Regions from separate parts of the Mus musculus genome. Here region 1 is linked to region 2. A link is a contact called in public promoter capture Hi-C data. All regions are on one chromosome and are shown on one strand. Each heading gives the region's core, a stretch centred on a gene start, on an enhancer-like site or on the middle of the called end of the contact. The rest is flanking DNA. Distances are from core to core; before and after follow the strand shown.

Region 1 (5,133 bases), core at 1,267-3,766, 140 kb after region 2:
AGAGTTACACATCACTAAACAATTCTAGACAAGCTGTGGGCCCACCATGGTGGACCCCACATTGTCTCAGCTTCCAGTCTCTCTGATAAGTTATCAGAACTGTGGAAATCTTTTCCTGAGAACAGTTCCGCTTGGGACCAGCGCCAGGCTCCAGCCTTTACCTTCTCCTAGTATGAGATTCCTAGGGAAATCCCAGTTTCTTAGGCTTCAATTGTCTGGTAGCCAAAGGAAGAGACACAAGTGTCTTTCTTCAGGCCAATTATAGAATGTTCTGCTCCATGGGCATGCAAATCGAAGGCTTCCATTCCCTGATGTCTCAACACTGCAAGTGTTCCTTTCTGGCTGCTTATTTATTTAACTAATAACTAATTTCTGAGATAGTCTTTTTTTTTTTTTTTTTAATAGTTTTTGGGTTTTTGAGACAGGGTTTCTCTGTGTAGCCCTGGCTGTCCTGGAACTCACTTTGTTGACCAGGCTGGCCTCAAACTCAGAGAAACACCTGCCTGTGCTTCCCAAGTGTGCCACAATGCTTGGCCATGGTTGGCCACTGTTCTTTGGTGGTTTCTTTCTGCAGTTTCCTGTCTGCACTGCAGGGAATGGTGCATATGAAGCCAGCATTCCATAGTCCTGCCTGTCTACACCTGTGGTGCCACCAGCATCCTTTCCCGAGTTGGGAGGGGTCACCAGAGTAGGGCGTTGGCAATGGAAGCTTCCACGAGGAAGAAGGAACAATCCAGCAAGACATTTACCAAAAGACTATGGAACTTTGAGGAATAAAAATGGAAGGCAGAGACAGTGTGTGTGTGTGTTTGTGCATGAGTACAATCATGTATGTTTATGTGTGCATGTTTGTATGCAGGTACTTATGCACGTGTATGTTGGTGTGTATGTGTATGAGTACAATCATGTATGTTTATGTGTGTGCGTTTGTGTGCAGGTACTTGTACACATGTATGTTGTGCGTGTGTGTGTATACGTGTGAGTACAATCATGTATGTTTATGTGTGTGCGTTTGTGTGCAGGTACTTGTACACATGTATGTTGTGTGTGTGTATGTGTGAGTACAATCATGTATGTTTATATGTGTGCATTTGTGTGCAGGTACTTGTACACATGTATGTTGTGTGTGTGTGTGAGTACAATCATGTATGTTTATGTGTGTGTGTTTGTGTGCAGGTACTTGTACACATGTATGTTGTGTGTGTGTATGTGTGAGTACAATCATGTATGTTTATTTGTGTGCATTTGTGTGCAGGTACTTGTACACATGTATGTTGTGTGTGTGTATGTGTGAGTACAATCATGTATGTTTATGTGTGTGCGTTTGTGTGCAGGTACTTGTACACATGTATGTTGTGTGTGTGTATGTGTGAGTACAATCATGTATGTTTATGTGTGTGTGTTTGTGTGCAGGTACTTGTACACATGTATGTTGTGTGTGTATGTGTGAGTACAATCATGTATGTTTATATGTGTGCGTTTGTGTGCAGGTACTTGTACACATGTATGTTGTGTGTGTGTATGTGTGAGTACAATCATATATGTTTATGTGTGTGCGTTTGTGTGCAGGTACTTGTACACATGTATGTTGTGTGTGTGTATGTGTGAGTACAATCATGTATGTTTATGTGTGTGCGTTTGTGTGCAGGTACTTATACACATGTATGGTGTGTGTGTGTGTGTAGAGCAGAGCTGATGCTGAGTATCTTCCTTTCATTCTCTACCATCTTTTTGTGAGTCAGGTTCTTTCTTCCACTGAACGAGAACGTCCCTCTTCAGCCCGACTGACTGGTCAGCAAATCCTAGGAATCCCCTTGTTTCTGCTTCTCCAGTCCTGGCATTATAGGCACAACCCACTAGGCTTCCTTTCTAATATGGATGCTAGGAATCTGAACTCAGCTCCTCATGTTTGAGCAACAAACATGTTCCAACTGAACCATCTCCCCAGCACCCACTTTTATTTTTGGGACAGTATCTCATGTAGTCCAGGCTAGCCTATAACTCACTTTATAGCCAAGAATGACTTTGAATTTCTCATCTTTCTGTACCCACCTCTCAGGAGCTGGGCTTATAAGCAGATATCACAACTCACAGTCTATATGATACTCGGGGTTAAAACTGGGGCTTTGTACACGGTAGGTAAACGCCATCCCAACCAATCTACAGTTACATGATTTCTCAGTAATCTTCAAGCAGTGGGAGAGCAGGGACAGAAAATAAATGGAGGGATGGAGCTGGGGTGAGATGGGAGCCAGAGGGGCCAAGACTCAAGTCAGTGGCAAGACAGTCCGGGTTACAGCAGTAGGATCAGGAGCTATAGGCCATCGCAGGCTACATAAGAGCCTGCCAGAGCAAAAGCACAGGCAAACCTGTGGTGGCACTGAGACGGGTTCACAATAGAGACAGAAACGGGGTAGTTAGAGGAGACCTCGGGCAGTTGCCCAGTGGGTGGTGAACTCTGGTGGCTCAAAGGCCAAGTGGAGGACTCATGTTTGGGAGTTGTGGAAGGCTGTTGTCAGGGAGCAACTTTCTGGAATTCAGTATCAGAGGTGGAGTCTGGACGGAACAAAGGTCCCAGGTGTGCCGCGGGGAGGACAAAGTTGATCTGGAGTAAAGGTCACTGCCTATCAAGCCAACCCAGACCAAGGATGCTGGAGACTTAACCTATGCAGGCTCAAAGCACTTGGGCCACTGACAAATATCACAGAGAAAGAACCAGGGCGGATTGCCCTGGGTTCAAGGCCAGCCTGAGCCACTGAGTGAGACCCAAATACCAACAATTAAACAATAACAACATCAAAACAAGTATAGCAAAAGCTGGCCATGGTGGTGCATAACTGAATCACACATTGGAAGGCAGGGCAGAGGCAAGAGGGCTGTGCCAACTGGGGCTTCAGAGTGAGGAAGAGAGAAGGAGGAGGGAGGGAGGAAAGGAGGAAGGGGGAGGGAGGGAAAGAAGGGAGGGGAGGGAAGGAAGAAAGGAAGGAGGGACTGAGAGAGGGAAGGAAGGAGGAGAAAGAGGGAGGAAAGGATGGAGAAAAGAGAAGGGGAAGGAGGGAGGGAAGGCAAGGAGGGAGGGACCCTCCTACTGGGATCTATAAAATATTTTTTATTATTATTTAATCTTTGTTTATAGTCCAATTGTTATCCCTCCTCCTGATCTACCCTCTGACTGTTCCTTATTCCATTTCTTCCCCCAGACCTCCCTACTCCCTCGGCCCCAAGTCTCTTGAGGATTGATTATTTCTTCTCTCACTGAAGCCACTCAGACCCAGCAGCCTCTGCTGTATGTGTGTCTGCAGCCTTATATCAGCTGGTGTATGCTGCCTTGTTGGTGGCTCAGTGTCTGAGAGATCTCAGGGGTCCAGGTTAGTTGAGACTGCTGGTCTTCCCATGCGGGCACCCTCCTACTTAGATTCTTCCAGCTTTTCCCCAATTCAACCACAGGGGTCCCCTGTTTCTGTCCATTGTATGGATGTAAGTATCTGCATTTGACTCTTTCAGCTGCTTGTTGGGCCTCTCGGAGGGCAGCCATGCGAGGCTCCTGTCTAGATAGCATCAGTAATAGTGTCAGGCCTTGGAGCCTCCCCTCGAGATGGATCCCAATTTGGGCCGGTCACTGAACCTCCTTTCCCTCATCTTTTCTCCATTTTTTTTTGTCCCTGTAGGTCTTCAAAATCTTAAATTCACCAGGTCCTACAGTTGCCCTACCAGTGGTTTCTGCCAGCTGACTTAGGGAGCAAGAGTACCTCACATTACCCCTACTCCTCCTTAGTTTGCAGTCCCTTTTTTTGAAGCTAACTCAAAAAGATCTCCAAAATCTAACATTTTGATTTGAATGTTGAGGACAAGGACTAAGGGACAACTAGGAGTGATCACCCCAGCTCCCCTGAAATAGCACTTCTAGGGGCAGGAAGGCTGTCCACCTTGGGCCTCTCAAAAACACAGTCTCATTTTTAAACCAGGGCAGGTTTAAAGTCCAGGAAGCGTGATTTGGAAAATGACACAATAATCTGGATTTGATTCTTCGGCAATTTAACCACAGTAGTCAATAATCTCAGATTAATCAGTGTGTGCTGGCTTGAGGGGTTGTCTACTGGCCTCTGGGTAGCAGTTATTCCTTTCCCCAGTGAAAGGAGAATAGCTGATTCAAGTTCGCCAAAGGGTCTTTCTGCTTCTTTTTGTGTGAGATGATATTTCTGCCGTGTAGGCGAGGGTTGCCTCAAATGTTAGATCCTTCCTGCCTCTGCCTCTCTGCCTCTCTGCCTCTCTGCCTCTCTGCCTCTCTGCCTCTCTGCCTCTCTGCCTCTCTGCCTCTGCCTCAGTAGCATTGGGATTTCAGGAGCAGGATGATGTGTTCAGCTTCTAGACTGCTTTATCCAACCTGAGCCTTCCCCTTGCTTGTGGCTATAAATTGTCAGTATTTATTTATATTTACATTTTGCACATGCAGGTGTGGAGAGAGAGAGAGAGCCCAAAAGTGGAGATTAGAAGACAACTTTCAGGAATTGGTTCTCTCCTTTCACCATGGACCAGGGATTTGAACTCTGGTCTCTAGGCTTGTGCAGCAAGCAGTTTTAGCTGATGAGCCCTCTTGCCCTCCCAGTGGCCAGTTTTTTATTTTGATATTCATCGTTATTGTCTAGCTGAAGTATTTCTCTTGGGAGGTAAAAAAATAATATCAAAGCCTGGTAGCTGGGAATCATCTTGTGACAAATGCAGTTTCACTCGCAAAGTCCTCAGCAGGACAGCCAGGGTCTTGTTACATAGCCTACGTTGGCTTTGAACTCACTATGTAACCCTGGCTGACTTCAAGGTTGCAATCCTTGGCAAAGTTTTTGTTCTCTTTTTATGAGAAAAAGTTATCAAATATAATTAGTTTGTCTTCTATGTCCTTGCAAAAATCCCAGGTAGCAAGGACAGAACCCAGTGTATCCTGTGGGTTTTAGGAACTTATTAGAATTTAAATATTAAATTTGAAATTTCAATTAAAATAATCCTTTCAATGTACAAGCATGTGTTAACAGAATTATAAACTCCGTGTAAACAGAGAATTAGGAGCCAAGGAACAAAGATGAAATCCACTGGATATGTTTTTCAGACACTACTCTGACCCAAATGGAGCCTATACAT
Region 2 (4,700 bases), core at 156-2,655:
AGGGAAAAAAACCTATAAATAACACAGTATAGGCCTGTAATCCCAGTACTAGAGCAAGGCAGAGGGATCTGAGTGCTAGACAGTAGTGGCTACAGAAAGAAAGACCCTGTCTCAAAAAAAAAACCTATTCAATGCTATTGGATACACAGAGCTATTGGCACTTACATTTTGATCGTACTTATGCCCATCTCTCTCGTCTCCTACTCCTGCTAATCCCCCTTTCTACCTTTTTCTGTCATTTTTCTGGTGACCCAATGCATTTCATTAAGGTTTCTTAGCTTCTTATGAGCAAGAGTGGTGGCTTTTTACAGCAGCATGGGCATCTTAACAGTGCTACATCAGTGAAGAAAATGTTTGCTCTATCAGCAACCACTGGCTACCTATACATTCTAGGGAAGGGGTGAGAGAGAATTTGTTTAGTCCCTCCCATTCCTAACACCAGGAGAGCAGGCAAAATCTTGTGTTTCACAATTGCTATGAAATCAAGAGTGAACAGCCATGCCATGCATGGAAGGCAGCATTCAGCAATACTCCACTCCTTACAAGAGCCATGCTTCAGAGTCATGCTCTATTGTCCACGCTGGCCTGAATCTCCTGGAAATCCCTATGCCTTGTCTTATCCTTCAGATAACAGTTGTACACCAAACTCAGTTATATTCAACATTTTAGTTAGGTCCTTTGCTTTAAAACAGTCTATTATGTAGCTCTGGATGTCCCAGAACTCAACCAGGCTGGCCTGAAACTCCTTGCCCCTTTCCCCACCCCTGCCCCTCTGCCCCTGGAGTGCTGAGCCTTGCCCCTCAAATAGCTGCTGAAGGGTGGGGGTGGGGAGCAGGGCAGGATATCATCTCTGTGAAAGGAGGAAAAAAGCATTTTATCAAGCTCAAGATTACCTACTTGTGACTGTTTAAAAGCACCTTAACTAAAAATCTGGCATGGATGAAAAGAGGAGCTGGTACTGCTTGTCCACTTGACATTTAACATCACCAGTTACATTTAGCTATGTGCTATTTGTCACAGTTATTGTGAGGGTCAATCTACCATGGGTCCAAAGAGTCTGTACACTCTTTGCTGAGTGTACACCAAAATACAAGGTCTTAATCATTTTATACCAGAGCCCATTCTAAACAGAAGAAAAACCTATTGGACACTTAACCTATCATTAACAAAACAACCTCAAAACTGGAGTGACAAATGTTCATTAAGTACAGTATTTGCATGTTGGAATTAATCTTTTTTCTTTTCTTTCTTTTTTTTTTTTCCAAGACAGGGTTTCTCTGTGTACAGGGTGGGTACATGGTAGATTTCCTCTCCCAACAGTCCTGGCTGTCCTGGAACTCACTCTGTAGAAACCAGGCTGGCCTCAATCGACCTGCTTCTGACTCCCAACTGCTGGGATTACAGGCATATGCCACCACTGCCCGGTCTGGAATCAATCTCTTAACCCTTCTCTCTCTAGCTTCCCTCCATAGGCTTGTCTAGATCCAACTTTTGGGTTTGGTTATATTGTGCAACAGTAACACCTAATATTAGGTTACTTTAAGCTGCCTATCTTGTCTGTCCAGAAAAAGAAAGTATATCACCTACACAGCTCCATCATCCAGCACTTTTCCACAGCTTGGTGAATTCTGGCCACCTCCTGAGCTGCTAGGAATAATAATTACATGTTGTACCAGACAAATTAAATGGTTCCAGCCATTGATCAGTATTTGACAAAACTAAAACATCACATGAAAAGTCAGGTTCAGCAAAGAGTGTGTAAGGACTGATAAGTAGGTAGTTGGGAGAGGAAATCTACTATGTACCCATCCTGTGCATCCCCCATCCAATTTTTTTTTAATACCAATACCACTATTACTTTTCCCATGGACCATCTCTTACAGTCATGCTTGCATGAATGAACATCAAATAGCAACCTCCTCTGAAACAAAGAGTAAGGTTTTATGTTTGGAGTTTTTGGTTTTTTTTTTTTTTTTTTTGGTTTTCTTTTTTTTTTTTCCATTTTTTATTAGGTATTTAGCTCATTTACATTTCCAATGCTATACCAAAAGTCCCCCATACCCACCCACCCCCACTCCCCTACCCACCCACTCCCCCTTTTTGGCCCTGGCGTTCCCCTGTACTGGGGCATATAAAGTTTGCGTGTCCAATGGGCCTCTCTTTTCAGTGATGGCCGAGTAGGCCATCTTTTGATACATATGCAGCTAGAGTCAAGAGCTCCGCGGTACTGGTTAGTTCATGATGTTGTTCCACCTATAGGGTTGCAGATCCCTTTAGCTCACAGGGTTTCCTCTATGTATCCCTGGCTGTCCTGAACTGGCTTTGTAGACCAGGCTGGCCTCAAACTCACAGAGAACTGCTTGTCTCTACCCACAAAGTACTGGGATTCAAAGTGTTGACTATCACCACCTGGCAAAAACAGGTTTACCATAAATGTAGATGATTCTATAGACTAGATGCAAAGGAAGTACCTTCCTAGGCCCCTCCTTCCTGTTGTAAACCTCCAAAGACCTCAGGAAGCAAGACAAACCAGTGCCTGTTTCAGTTTTACTGTTTGCTAAGTCACTAGTCATATACTTGTCTCCTACCTAACATCCCAAAACAGTAGAATATATGTTTATTTGCTTGCAAAAAAAAGATACAATGCAAGACTTTTCAAAGTCTCCTGAAAAATTGCCAGTGCAGTAAAATACAAATAAGAAACAAAACTGTAAAAAGACACAAAAAGTTAGTATTCAAAAATGATTGCCTATATAAAAAATTCAAGATGGGGCTGGTGAGATGGCTCAGTGGGTAAGAGCACCCGACTGCTCTTCCGAAAGCCCGAAGTTCAAATCCCAGCAACCACATGGTGGCTTACAACCATCCGTAATGAGATCTGACTCCCTCTTCTGGAGTATCTGAGGATAGCTACAGTGTACTTACATACTTACATGTAATAAATAAATTTTTAAAAAAATCTTTAAAAAAAAAAAATTCAAGATGGACTAGGGCATAGGGTTACTAGTGGTAGAGCACTTGCATTTGATAGGCCCTGGATTCAATATCCAGTCACAATAAAGAAGAAAAAACAATACCAACACCAGCAATACCCACAAAGTATGGATTAAGCAAGAATGCTAGATAGAAGACTAACATGAGATACATTATTACTACTAAAACCTTAAAAAAAAAAAAAAAAAACTTGGGCTGTAGGGGTGGCTCAGTGGTTAAGAGCATCAACTGCTCTTCCGAAGGTCCTGAGTTCTAATCCCAGCAACCACATGGTGGCTCACAACCATCCATAATGAGATCTGACTCCCTCTTCTGGAGTGTCTGAAGATATCTACAGTGTACTTACATATAATAAATAAATAAATCTTTAAAAGAAAAACTACTTAAAATACACTAAGGTACTATATCTAGAGAGATTTGTAAAGAATGAAAAATAATTTAACTTAAAACACACTAAAAGGGCTGGAGAGATGGCTCAGTGGTTAAGAGCACTGACTGCTCTTCCGAAGGTCCTGAATTCAAATCCCAGCAACCACATGGTGGCTCACAATCACCCATGATGAGATTTGATGCCCTCTTCTGGAGTGTCTGAAGACAGCTACAGTGTATTTATATATAAATAAATAAATCTTTTTTTTTAAAGACACTAAAGAAAACTCCAACCCATAGTAAGTAACTCAGAAAAAATACAACACATAAACAGATAAGTCACAGAAACATAAGCCTAGTATTCCCAACAAGGTAGGAAGTAGATTGTGAAGAAGTAAATAGTAAGGACATGTTGAATATATAAGTATGCTCTATTTCCAAAAGTAATACAAATGAGGCAAAATGTTTAGGATATGACCTTGTAGGTGATTGTATGCTTAAATATTTCATTAAAACCTCTGTATAGTATTTTTCATGACATTAAAACAGGACTGGGTATGACATTACTTTCTTAGCATGTACAGGATCATGGCCTCAAACTCCAGAACCACCCCACCAAAAGGACAATTTTTTCTCCTTTGAGACAGACTTAGCCCTGGATGTCCAGGAACTTGCTCTGTAGACCAGGCTGTCCTGGAACTGCCTTACAAGAAATAGGATTAAAGGCATGCTCAACCACAGCCTGGCCAAAAAAAGGGGTGGGGGGCAGTCTTAAATGAGTAAAATGAGTTATCTACAGGAACTTATGAGGTTCTAATACTTTAGGGGAAATTATCTCTCTTCTCCCAACCCGTAGCCCTACTTGCAAATGAGTCTCTATAGAACATTAGACCTCAACATTGAAAAATTGTCTTTCAGCACTCCAAGAACTGTTTTCTAAAACAGACCATATTGTAGGACACAATGCAACTCTTAAAGACTAAAGAACAAATAAGTCATTAATGAAAAAGAATTTTTTAATTCCTAGAATTAGGAACTGGGAATACAGCTCAGTGGGTAGAGTGCTTATCACCAGACTTGATCCCTAGAATGCCAAAAATGGACACAGTAAAGCACACTTTAACTCCCAGCACACAGGAAGTGGAGAGAAGAAGGCCAGAAAAAAAGTAAAAGTCATCTCTCAGCTAGACTTTGAGGCTAGCTAGACTGTTTCCAAATACAAAAATGGTTTCCTCTATTTTCTCTGAACACTACTGTACCTCAATAAAAATTATATAAACACACAAAAAAAGTTACATAGTACATTATATCCCACAAAGATACTTCAATTAACTAAA

The links. Capture Hi-C pulls out chosen DNA fragments and counts their contacts.
Region 1: a promoter capture Hi-C map of liver shows a contact between it and region 2. The contact joins two enhancer-like sites. A contact is called at or near these places in 1 of 484 Hi-C or Micro-C datasets (nephron progenitors) and 2 of 9 other capture datasets (adipose tissue and liver).

The regions. Positions count from the first base shown.
Region 1 is chr13:111,595,740-111,600,872 of GRCm38.p6, forward strand. All of the region lies in intron 2 of Gm15286 (a long non-coding RNA gene), which reads left to right. Among named protein-coding and RNA genes, the nearest start is that of Gm15286, 18 kb to the left of the region's middle. Within about 2 kb of position 2,517, at least 10 of the 459 cell types and tissues checked have an H3K27ac peak or open chromatin away from gene starts, as enhancers often do. A contact at or near this core is called in liver, where this site is marked.
Region 2 is chr13:111,455,551-111,460,250 of GRCm38.p6, forward strand. The region is part of intron 3 of Gpbp1 (GC-rich promoter binding protein 1); the gene reads right to left. Among named protein-coding and RNA genes, the nearest start is that of Gpbp1, 32 kb to the right of the region's middle. Within about 2 kb of position 1,406, at least 9 of the 459 cell types and tissues checked have an H3K27ac peak or open chromatin away from gene starts, as enhancers often do. A contact at or near this core is called in liver, where this site is marked.